Linked DNA regions of Hordeum vulgare: regions 1 and 3 are each linked to region 2. The links are chromatin contacts, called in public Hi-C maps. All regions are on one chromosome and are shown on one strand. Each heading gives the region's core, a stretch centred on a gene start, on an enhancer-like site or on the middle of the called end of the contact. The rest is flanking DNA. Distances are from core to core; before and after follow the strand shown. Region 1 has its middle 320 kb from the start of LOC123426465. Region 2 holds the start of LOC123426465 (transcription factor bHLH62-like). Region 3 holds the start of LOC123426467 (probable UDP-N-acetylglucosamine--peptide N-acetylglucosaminyltransferase SEC).

Region 1 (3,608 bases), core at 21-2,520, 320 kb after region 2:
CAAATCTTAGATCCCAAGAGTATTTGTGAGCCCCTTTGAGAGTTGTTCCAATCAAAAGATAGATCGTCTCCCTCTCCTCCTCTCAACCCAAGAGATTTGAGCAAGTTTTCAGCATTCCCCGTGATCTTGTTACTCTTGGAGGTTGGAGACTCCTAGGCGGTAGGAGTTCTTCGAAGAGGAATCAATCCGTGTGATTACCCCCGGAAAAGTTTGTAAGGGTTTGGAAGCCACCTCAAAGTCTTACCACTAGTGGTTGAGAAACGTCTTCGTGGTGTTATCTCAAAGGGAGAATAGGGTGAGCCTTCGTGGTGTTGGTGTGCCTTCGTGGTAACATCCACCTCTCTAACGGTGACTAGCTTTCCTTCAAGGAAGTGAACATCGGGATACATCTTTGTCTCAGTGACCTTGGTTATCCCTAACCCTAACTCCTTCCTTGTGGTATACTTGTGTTACTTGAGCATACATACTTTGCATATTGTTTGTGCTCATTACATTGTGTTGGCTATTTCTTTGTACAAGATTAATCGTTCAAGCATACCCTCTATATCCACACGTTCACACTTGCAGCTTTTTGATATATCGTGTGCTATAGTGTGATCTAGTATCTTGTGTCGTTCACCTACTCGTCATGTGATATAGCTCAAGTAAGTTTGTGTAACTTACTTGTGCTTGTTAGTAACCGTGTTGTGTCCATCTTGGTAGATCGTTTTGTTGGTGCACGTTGCGTTGCCTATTGCATTTAGGATTTGCGCTTTAAAAGTATCCTCTTAGTTTATTTCCGCATTAGGTTTAAGCCAAATTCGATGAAGTTTTTAAATAGCCTATTCTCCCCCCCCCCCTCTAGGTGTAATCGTGGTCCTTTCATCAAGCATGTCATAAGTCGGTGTTGCTTTTTGGTTGGGCTTGTTGACACATGTGGGTCGAAAACGTTGGTGTTAGCGGATCTGGGATTGCGTAACAAATGGTATCATGAGCAACGTTCGAAGAGGTCGCGGGATCGTTGTTGTCGCTCGGTTGCAGTGTGTTCCTCGTCGGGATCGGATCATACGTGGAAGCGACGGCGCACTTCGGAAGGACTAGCCAGATTGATTCGCGAAGGCAGGTCAAGGCACGAGACGCGGAACGCTTCTCGCGATGCCGTGAGTTGGGCCACGTATGGAGCCAGGCGATCTCGGCGAGTTGCGGGTGTACCGTGTACGCGGGCTACACTGCAGGGCGCGTGAGGCACCAGTGTCCGGGTCGCGCAGGGTGATGTGACAGCGACGCGTGGTCGTTCGGCGTACAGGCGGCATCTCGATGGGCTGGTCGTTTGGCGTACATGCAAGTTGCGCCGGACGTTGGGGAGGCCCATCTGCAGCTGTAGCTAGAAGATTACGTGAAGGCCATAAGCTATGACGTGAGGTTTGTTTTGGATCAAAAAACTGGACCGAGTCAGGACAGTATATGTAACCGAGCCGGACTACTGGACGTGCAGGCATATTATAAAAGAAGGCAACGGGCAAGGCAAAGCAAAATTGCTACAGCATCGGTAGTTGGCTCAAGAGATACTACTCGTGAACACGGAGGATTTTTTGGTAGGAATTTGCTATTAGTAAATCTTGTGTACTTGAACACGTGTTGGAAGTTCGGATTATTTTTTCACACAGTCAGCCATACAAAGAACCATGGCGACAGTGGGTACCAGGTTTAAGATGGAGAAGTTCGACGGGACTGGAAGCTTTGGATTATGGCAGACAAGGGTGAAAGATTTGTTGGCACAACAGGGATGCTTGAAGGCATTGTTGCAGGAAGCCAAGCCAGCTAAAATGGAGGCTGAGGACTGGGAGGAGTTACAGTTGAGGACAGCCGGAACTATACGGTTGTGTCTGTCGGACCAGGTTATTTATCATGTGATGGATGAGAATTCGTCGAAGAAGATCTGGGAGAAGCTGGAGAGTCAATTTATGTCCAAGACTGCGACGACCAAGGTGTATCTGAAGCAAAAGTTATATGGGATGAAGATGCAGGAGTGGTCGGATCTTGTGGAGTATATGAACGCCTTTAATCAAGTCGTGACGGATCTAGCACGCTTGGGTGCAACGATTGACGACGAGGATAGGGCAATTCTGCTTCTTTGTTCATTGCCATCATCCTATGACCATTTGATCACTACTCTGACGCACGGCAAGGAGACCGTCAAGAATGAGGATATTACTGCAGCATTGCTATCTTATTATATGAGAAAGAAGAATGCGGTGGAAGTAACTCATGGTGAAGGTTTGCTAGTCAAGGGTGAAGAGTGGTGGAAGGGATATGAGGCAGGGAAGAACAAGAAAAAGAAAAAGAAAATACAGTGTCACAAGTGTAAGCAGAGGGGACATATTAAAAAGGAATGTCCAGAGCTTAATGGTGGGTCAAGTGCTAACATGTCAATTCATGGTGATGACTCAGACAGCAGTAGTGATGCCCTCGTAGTATGAGACAGGCGGTCAACCAAAAGTGAAGCGTGGATGTTGGACTCAGCTTTCTCTTTTCATGCGACACCCAACAAGGAGTGGTTCTCTTTGTAGAAGTCTGGTGATTTTGGTTTAGCCTATATGGATGATGACACTGCTTATCATGTTGCTGGAGTAGGTGACATCAAAATCAAGATGTTTGACGGAGTTGAGCGGATGCTTCGGAGAGTCAGGCATGTACCGGGGCTAAGGAGAAATCTAATTTCACTTGGAGTTCTTCATGATGGTGGTATGGTATTCTGTTGTGATCGGGATAAAAAGACCATGGAAATCATGGAAGATGAGGTGACCGTAATGATTGGAGCGAGGACGGCTTCGCATCTTTACAAGTTGCAAGGAAGCACTATTGCAGGTGGAGTCACAGAGACTGGAGTTGCAAGAGTAGCAGCAGGATCCCACGGAGGCGACGGATCTGGGGCAGACTCGTCGGGTAGCTCTCGGTAAGCTACGAAGAAGACAATACAAGTCCGGGGTACATGGAAGTTTGATGCATGGACAAATTCAAAGTGGTGAAAATATTCGCCAAGGTGAAGTTTGTTAGAGTTGTGTCGAATATTGTTGTACGAGTTGGGTTACAAATGGACTTGATGTTGTAGTGTGGGTAGGATACATGTAGTGTCTAGTCGAATACGTCGTACCCTTGGCCTCTTATCTTATATATGAGGAGACACCCACGTTGTAACCTATGATGACTAGATAGCGACAGGGTCGCAAGGGGGAGCCGGCGGCTTGTGCCGACGCCCGGGTAGCCGGTGTTGCGGTATCTCGGGGAGGAGCGTCCGTAGTCATTGCTCTGGAGAGTAGGCGAGTTCGCCGAACCTCGTTAACAAATCTCGGTGTCGTTATCATGATGTGATTGCTTGTTCCTCGATGGATCGACCGCGTACCTCGGTTTAATTCTAACAAGTGGTATCAGAGCTTAGGTGCCCGGAATAAATCTCGGTGGACTCACGGGTGGTCGATCATGATAGGTGGGCTGAAACGTTGGTGTTAGCGGGTCCATGCGTAACCGATGTGTGAGGGGGAGATTGTTGGGTTTAGTCCCACATCGGTTGTTGGAGAAGACATAACACGACTTATAAGGGTGAGAGTGTCCCCTCCTAACAGGCTAGT
Region 2 (3,905 bases), core at 18-2,517:
AACAAGGGAGGTTAATTGACAATTACGCCCAAGGCCGCGCTTGGTTGGTCGTAATTCAATACGAAGGTATTTAGTTTACCCTTGTATTTTACTGGTCAGTGAACAATTTCGGATTAAAAATAAAACGACGGTCTGAGGTCCGTATCTCTTACACGCGTATTTGAAAACGGAACGACAAACCAAACAGCGCCCAAGTGATTGCTAAATTACAGTGACGTGCATTTGGATTTGGGAGTTAATGTGTATCTGAGCTCGGTAGGTACCGTACCCTCTCTGCGAGGCTGTGACTATCGGTTGCCTGGCCCCTCCTCGCCCTCACATGTATGTAGTCCTTGACCGGCTCGGACTTCTCCTCCTCCACCGCGCCGGCGTTTTCGTCGTTGCCGCCGTCGCTGACCCTCGGCCGTTTGGGCGGGCTCGTATTAATTGCCGCCATCTGCATTTGCGCCAATAATTTATATATTATCCGCCGAGTTGCTTGGCAACATCTGTGAAATGAGAGAGAGAGAGAGAGAGGGGAGAAGAACTGACGGAGCAACTGGGCTGTACTGCGGGTAAAGAAGCCTTCGCCTTGCCCTTCGCCGGGGCCGCCTTGCGCTTCCTCGCGGAACCGGCGGCGCCCCTTTTCGTGGCCGGGTCCTGCATTGCGGCCGGACTATCCGTCTCCGGGCTCATCTCCAGTTGGGCGTTCTGATCCAATGGCGCCGTCGCGGCAACGCCGGAGGTGTTGCCGACGAGCGACTTGCTGCTTGACACCCGGGATAGCCTGCCGGTCTCCAGCGCGGCGATGGCGCCATAGCCGCGGAACGCCTGCGGGGCCCCGCGTGGAGGGGAGCTGAGAGGCGTGCTGTAGCAGGAGTTGTTGGCGCTGGCGCCGTTGCAGATGCTGCCGAGCCGGCCGATCAGGTCGCCGATGGCGACGTCATCCTCACCACCGCGCGCTAAGCCTCCGCCGGCGCTGGCGCTGGCAGGAGACGAGACCAGAGAGCTGAGCGCGGAGTCAAAGTGTGCCGTAGTGGCTGAGGAGTCTACTGGAAGATGCTGGTCCGCCCACGGAAGTCCGAACGCCATAGCGGCGGCGGCTTCGAACCCTGAATGCGGCGGCTGCACGTAAGATGCGCCAAGGAACGGCGCGGCGAGACCGGAGGAAAAGTACTCTCCGGGGAAGAAGTGCTCGTTGGTCATTGGAGAGTTAAAGTGTGCGTTGGTGTGCTCGGGTGCGAGGAGGGAGGGAGGGGAGGGAAGGGGGGAAATTGAGGAGGTTGGAGAGGAGGAGGTAGTTGACCGTTATATATGGAAACGGGTGGGAAGTGGGGAAATACACTTCGCTTCGTGGTTGTATATGTATCTTCAAGAAAAATTCTTTATAATAATTAATTAAAATCTAAAATAGTTTAGAAGTATTTTTAGTTTGAACTTGACTTTGTTTTGCAAAAATATATAATTTTTCAAGAAAAAAGTCAACATTGACTTGTGGGCAAAAAAGATAAAATTTATTTGCTATTACTAGTAATTGTTGCACGTTTTAACTAATGTTATGAACATACTCCCTCCGTCTTAAAATATGTGTCTTAAGTTTAGTATAATTTTATATTAGAGCTAGTATAAGTTAAAATATTTATTTTGAGACGGAGGGAGTACATGAGAATCAACATATACTTTAAGATATTTTAATTTCTGCATATGCAACGCACCACTAAGCTAATGTATAAATCTAAAATTTGCTATTGATAATGACAAATAACTCATTTAATTATCAAGCAAATATCAATGTGTACATATGTTTTTAGAAAGCCAAATAATCACACATTTACCAATTATTTTCATATAGGTTGTCAGAAAATATTATTTTCTTCTCCACAAATTCAGTTTGAAACTACTTTGATGTTAGCAAGACACTTGTGCTAATTAAAATAGGTTTTCACAAGATCCTTTGCATAGTGTTATGGGTTCTAAGAGCTGAAAAACCATGTGGTCAACTATTGAACTATAACACCCCAAAAATTTAATCATGATTTTATTTATTAAATTTGATCAGGATAATTTAAAATTTTATTTTTAGGTTTCCTGTTGACTTCAGATCCCTTTGTTTTCTTTTAATTATAAAATATTATTTTCCAAGTAGGAGTTTTTGAAAAATATGATATGACTTGGGTGCTTGCCTCAATATTTTTCCCCTTCATTGCCAAATTCAGTGAAGGCCTTTTTATAAATATTTTCTTTTAAGTTTCATTTATTCAAAAATGTATTTTGTTTCCTTTAAGGGCCTAGTTTGAACTGCAATCATTTGGTAACTTTGTTTGAAAGTTTCACAAAAAATGTTGATGAACTATGTTGATCCTTGATCAATTTTATGCAAAAACCTAGCCAAGTATTTTAGAGATTTTGAGCACCACATCCCCTTTTCTATTCTGAATCAGTTTTGCAGCTTGCACTTCAACCCTATTGTTTTCTGCCCAAAGCCCTTGAGATTTTTACTGCTTATAGAGGACCCTACCAAACCCTTAAGTCCAGAAGTTTAGCCCCTTTGGCATTGTTTGACACCATGCTATAAATCCATTTTATTTCTGTCGAGTATTGAAAATTTATAAAACTTGCACTACGAAGTTTTTGTTTTTCCCAAAATAACCTTACCATCTTTGTAAGCACCCAAAGAGACCCCATACTGGAAATTTGGTGGCCAGAAAGCATCTCTAGATGCCCATGTCATTCTGTCGAGCACCTTGTGTGCGTGGCCAAATTGGCATAGTTTTTAGATTGCATTGGGGATTTTCTTTCGGTGCCCAACTAGCATGTCTAGCAGAAGTGCAGAACCTTGGTAAACCTCTTAGCCACCCTGTGGAGTTTCAACTCAAACCTAAGTCCCTACCTGGTCATGGCGAATGATCGAGCAGCTGGCGTGCGTGCTCTAGGCACGAGTAGAGCGTGCGTATTGCTACCGCTGCGCCCGAGCCGACACATCCACCTACCTCGCCCGTGTGGCCCTTGCTCGCCCGAGGAGCCGCGCCGTGCCCCCTCCAGTTCGCCAAAGCCACACGGTCGTCCCCTGGAAGCCTCACAGCGCCGCCGTCAGAGCTGCCTTAGCGGCTAGCCGACGGCTGCAGATGGCCTCTGCCATGGTAGCGTCCCCCGAGCCACCTCAGCGCACCATCTTGCCTCTCGTGCAGCCCCTTCATTCGTATGAGAGCTCCCGGTCCCCGCCTACCCTTGCCACATCGCCTACGAGCACAGTTCGTCGGAGTTATCCGAATGCCGCCGGGAACCGACATGGCTTGTGTATATATAGGACCCCGAGCTCCCCCAGACCTGCAGCGAGCCTCTACGAACCCCCCTCGAACTTCCATTGCAGCCAATTAACCGGGGAGGATTGTCTTCCTCACCTCCGGTTGAGCTTCGTCCGCCGCCCCTCCAATCGAATTCGCAGCCAGCAGAGCTTGTCCGGCGTCGTTCTCCTCCTGAGTGGAACTACGCAAGCACCGCGAGCCCATCCCCCTCTCAAATTGGCTCGAGATGAGCTGTGGGCAGCGCCCCGTTGCAAGCTTGCACCGCCGTCCGTCGGCCTCGTAGCCGTCGGAGTTCCCAGGCTCTCCGGCTACCAATCCGCACCTCCGTAGAACCGCCTTGGAGCCCCGAGCACACTGGTGCTCTCAGCATTGGGAATGGTGGCCCAGTCACCGGCGAGCGTCAATGGAGGCCTCTCCTCCCCTCGGTCGAAGGAGGGAGATGACCGGTTTGACCAGGGTCAAACCTTCCAACGGGCCCCACACATCAGCGATAGAGTCGAGCCAGGCCCGCCTTAAGTGAAGACATAATCGAGCAAGTACATATCCCTTCGATGAAAGCGTATTCTCGATTGAACATCTTCTTTTGTGACTTATTTTGAAACTGAGCTTTGACCAAACTTT
Region 3 (3,771 bases), core at 256-2,755, 410 kb before region 2:
ATTCCCGTACCAATACTAACAGACAACATGGTAACACAAAAGACAATGGTTTGAATAATTATCCATCCATGGATCTAACCAGTATATTATCAAAAGCTCAAATATCTGCAGTAAGTTAGCCGGCTTGAGCTCCATTTGGACTACTACGCAAATAGTTATGTGAAATGTATGTGTTTAATGCCAGACAATTAGGGGCGGATACACAATATAGCCACTGGGTTCCTATGAGTGAACACTTTCCACCCAAGACACAGAAATGTTCTAATTATAAAGGGGTGACTCCAATCGGCTGAAGCAAGTGAGCGCAGACTGCACATCACCACTCAACCATTGGACTCCACGTGCCCTCAACTAATCTAGCTCTCGCCTCAACCCACATGCCTACAGCCAACATGTACAAGCGAGGCAGGCCAAACAAATTACGTGCACATGCGCTTCTGCTGCATCGACTGTACAGACCATAAGCGCTGAACGAGTACTCTTTTCTTCTGCAATGGATGAATTATTTTTCTACTCCTGGCAAAATGAATGACACATTTCGACTTAAACTGAATACAAAGTTTTAGATACTTAGATTGTATTCAAAAGAAGATTGAAATTCAATTACCACCGATCAAAGCACACTTGGTTCTAATATGATTAGTTCTGCTCTATACGATCTGATTTAACAGAACATTCAGGTTTAATTTAGAGGCCTGCCTGAGAAGGAAATTGAGTATTCCACTTGTATTTATTTTATGAATGCCCAAAAATGACTCCGTGGACCTGATTAGTTAAATCCTCAATGAGCCTGAGGAAACCAGTAGTAGAAGACTAGAATTTCCAGTAAGGTTATTGACTTAATAGCTCACATGTTCCTGGAAATCCGAACAACAACACCAGCCACGCAGACCATTCTGAGTAAAAAAAAAAAAATAGTTCTCCCCATTTTCTACTTGATATCAAAACCCGTAAACTCAAAACAAACACAAACAACGCAACCCGGAGCACGGTTTTCCACCAGCTAAACTGAGTTAAGATCCTTCACGCCCTAGCAGAAGGAGGAAAAGGGAACCCCTGGCAAATCGGTGATCACAACCTAAAAAAGAGATCAACGAGTAGCAAAATCGAGGATCAGCAGAGGTGCTCACCACCGACGAGCTGCTTGCTCCTCGCGTCCAAGGACACAGGGGGCAGCAGGAAAGCCGCCGCTGGCGCTGGCCCCTCGGGAGCCGGCCCCGCGCCGCCGCTGACACCGAGCCATACGTCGTCCCCGCCGCGCACCGCCGGCGCCGCCAGGTGGCGTGCGTCGCTACGCAACGAGAGCATCGCGCGGAAACCCTAGATCCGGTGGCCTAGACCAACGCGGGCCCGAAATCTCGCGCGGGCGCGAGAGGTTTTGGGGAGGAGGGGAGAGTGCTGTGATGAACGACGGCGCCTCTCCACTTGCGGGGATTGGGGAATTTCTGCGTTTCTTGGGAAAGATTTCCCGGAAGAGGTGGAGATTTTTTATTTGCTCCGTTGCACCGTTTTCCGTCGCGGCAAATGGAGAGAGCCAAGTGGGTGCGCGCCATGTGTCTTTGGTGCGGACGTGTTAGGTAGTGAAATTAACTTTGTGGAACAAAGAACGAGGTTTTTCTTTTGTTAGCACGTACAATCGAAGTCGCTAGTACACATACACGAGCGTACACTCACCTCTATAAACGCACACACGCACACCTTACCCCTATGAGCATCTTCAAGAGACTAAGTTGGCACATCATTTTGAGATTGACGAAGTCGTCACTGACGCCTTCGTTGTCGACGGGAACATCTCCTCTCACTAAAAGCACATCGCCGGAAGACCTGAAATAAATTAGGAAAATGCAATCATCAAAGGCAAGTCTCGGACTTGAACTCTGGTGGGCAGGGAATACCACAGTCCTTTTAACCATCCAATCACGGGTTGGTTTTGCAAAGAGAACGAGGTTGGTTGAATGGTTAGAGGAATAGTGATATTATTGGCCCATTAATGTATACTAGTTAAATGCCCGTGTGTTGGCACGACGTATGAAATATTATATGAAAAGATTACTTGATAAAATGATAGCATGAAATTTGGATATTTTAGACGCTCGTTTTTTTATTGAATATATTTCAGGAAGAGAACAATGTTAAACGTAATTAAAAATCTATGAGCATGGACAAACTTGTTTTGAAATGTAGATAATAACTAAAACATTGATAAAATTAACGCATCCGTTAAATTGCCATAGACACAAACAAACATGACGAAACAATCATCTACAAAGTGGATACAAACCAAGTTCGTGATAACTAAACTTACAAATTGAAACACATAATCATATGTATAATAGACATAACCAATGTCTACTATTTGTACTACATGCTCCAAGTTTTCTTTGTATACATCCTGCGTCGAGATCATTTGTAGACAACTTGCTTGCTAGGAAAGCCCACCTCCACTCAATAAATTGACGAACAAACTTCATGTCAATCAACCTCCTATTATTTTCTCGCGAATATCTGCTCAAATATATATATATAAATGTTACAATTGGTAATATTTATTTATTTTTCTACATATGTTAATAACAATCATAAGTAATTAATCTGTAGTTGATTATAAGTCAGAACAATTCACCATCAAGTATGTGTGTTGCAGGATGATCCGGGTTAAATGCAAGGGTGGTGTAATTTAAAGTTTCCAGATTTCCTGTTGTCATGACAAAAAATATATTTAGGTCGACGTAACAATACACTTTCTTACAATATGCAATACATAGAGGTATAGATGCATAGATTATCGTATTTGCAATCCTTACTAAGCATAGTGGCAAGGACAACAGATTTGTTGCCTTCGGATGTTGACCACCTATATGAGTTCTGAATCAAGTTGCCACCATAAATTCCAATAACCATCAATTTCCCCTACAATTTGGAATGTTTAAAAATAGTAAGCATGTCAACGGAGTTTTGAATTAATTTCTATAAGTCGATATAAAAGAGTTGGAACTATTATATACCAACTACACATATCAAATATCCATAAAGGTGACCTCTCTATATAATTCAACACGTGGGTATCCCTCGATGACTTCATGTCTATCATAATGAACGACTATGCCAACTATGTTTGTATCAAATATCATTAGTCGAATTTAGGTATCAAGATTACCTTTGTGTTAGTAACTGTTATATGCATGAATGCATACCTACGAAAGTTTGCTTTGGACACCTCTGAATTTCCTGGAATGACATCAAATGCTTGGGATACGTTGGAAATTGAAGTGAGATGGACTCAACAAATGTCCTTGCACTGAAGGACACACTCATGTATGTGTTGAATGTATCTACACTCCAGTTCTTCAAAGTTGTGGCGCGCAGTAACACCATGAATGATGTATTTCCTTCCCATGTGCGATGTAAGATTGAATCTATTCACTAAAACTTTTCCAGATACAATAGCTTCGATTTTGGCACCCTTAGAACTGTTTTAGAAAATGTTAGATGATGATAACCATATGTTTATTTTAGCAATCTGACATGCTGGAGACTTATAGTTATGTCCATAAGAATGAAGTGAAGGTTATCACAACTCCGATTAACCGGGAATTTACATCTACCCTCACACATATGCTACAAATTCTGAATGTATTAGAATATTCGAGGTCGTCAAAATCTATGAATCTATACCAAATAGCTTAAATTAGCAAACAGGATTTTTCCATTTCTTCAAAATATGAGAAGACATGTTAAACTTACTTAGGCTCCACTGGTTTTTTGTGCACG

What was found. Hi-C and Micro-C count contacts between places; a contact is called where the count stands out from the background.
Region 1: a contact with region 2 is called in a Hi-C map of leaf, with 4 times the contacts expected there. The contact joins the enhancer-like site here to the promoter of LOC123426465 in region 2. A contact is called at or near these places in 3 of 6 Hi-C or Micro-C datasets (leaf and seedling) and 1 of 1 datasets of contacts at active chromatin or transcription factors (embryo).
Region 3: a Hi-C map of leaf shows a contact between it and region 2, with 2.0 times the contacts expected there. The contact joins the promoter of LOC123426467 here to the promoter of LOC123426465 in region 2. A contact is called at or near these places in 2 of 6 Hi-C or Micro-C datasets (leaf and seedling) and 1 of 1 datasets of contacts at active chromatin or transcription factors (embryo).

What each region holds. Positions count from the first base shown.
Region 1 is chr2H:414,667,118-414,670,725 of MorexV3_pseudomolecules_assembly, reverse strand. No RefSeq gene overlaps it. Among protein-coding and RNA genes, the nearest start is that of LOC123426465, 320 kb to the left of the region's middle. Within about 2 kb of position 1,270, at least 3 of the 3 cell types and tissues checked have open chromatin away from gene starts, as enhancers often do. A contact at or near this core is called in leaf and seedling, where this site is marked.
Region 2 is chr2H:414,985,503-414,989,407 of MorexV3_pseudomolecules_assembly, reverse strand. LOC123426465 (transcription factor bHLH62-like) reads right to left here and starts at 1,267. Exons shown (of 6, transcript XM_045110305.1): 1 at 532-1,267; 2 at 269-436. The coding sequence starts at 1,185.
Region 3 is chr2H:415,395,226-415,398,996 of MorexV3_pseudomolecules_assembly, reverse strand. LOC123426467 (probable UDP-N-acetylglucosamine--peptide N-acetylglucosaminyltransferase SEC) reads right to left here and starts at 1,505. Exons shown (of 28, transcript XM_045110308.1): 1 at 1,131-1,505. The coding sequence starts at 1,308.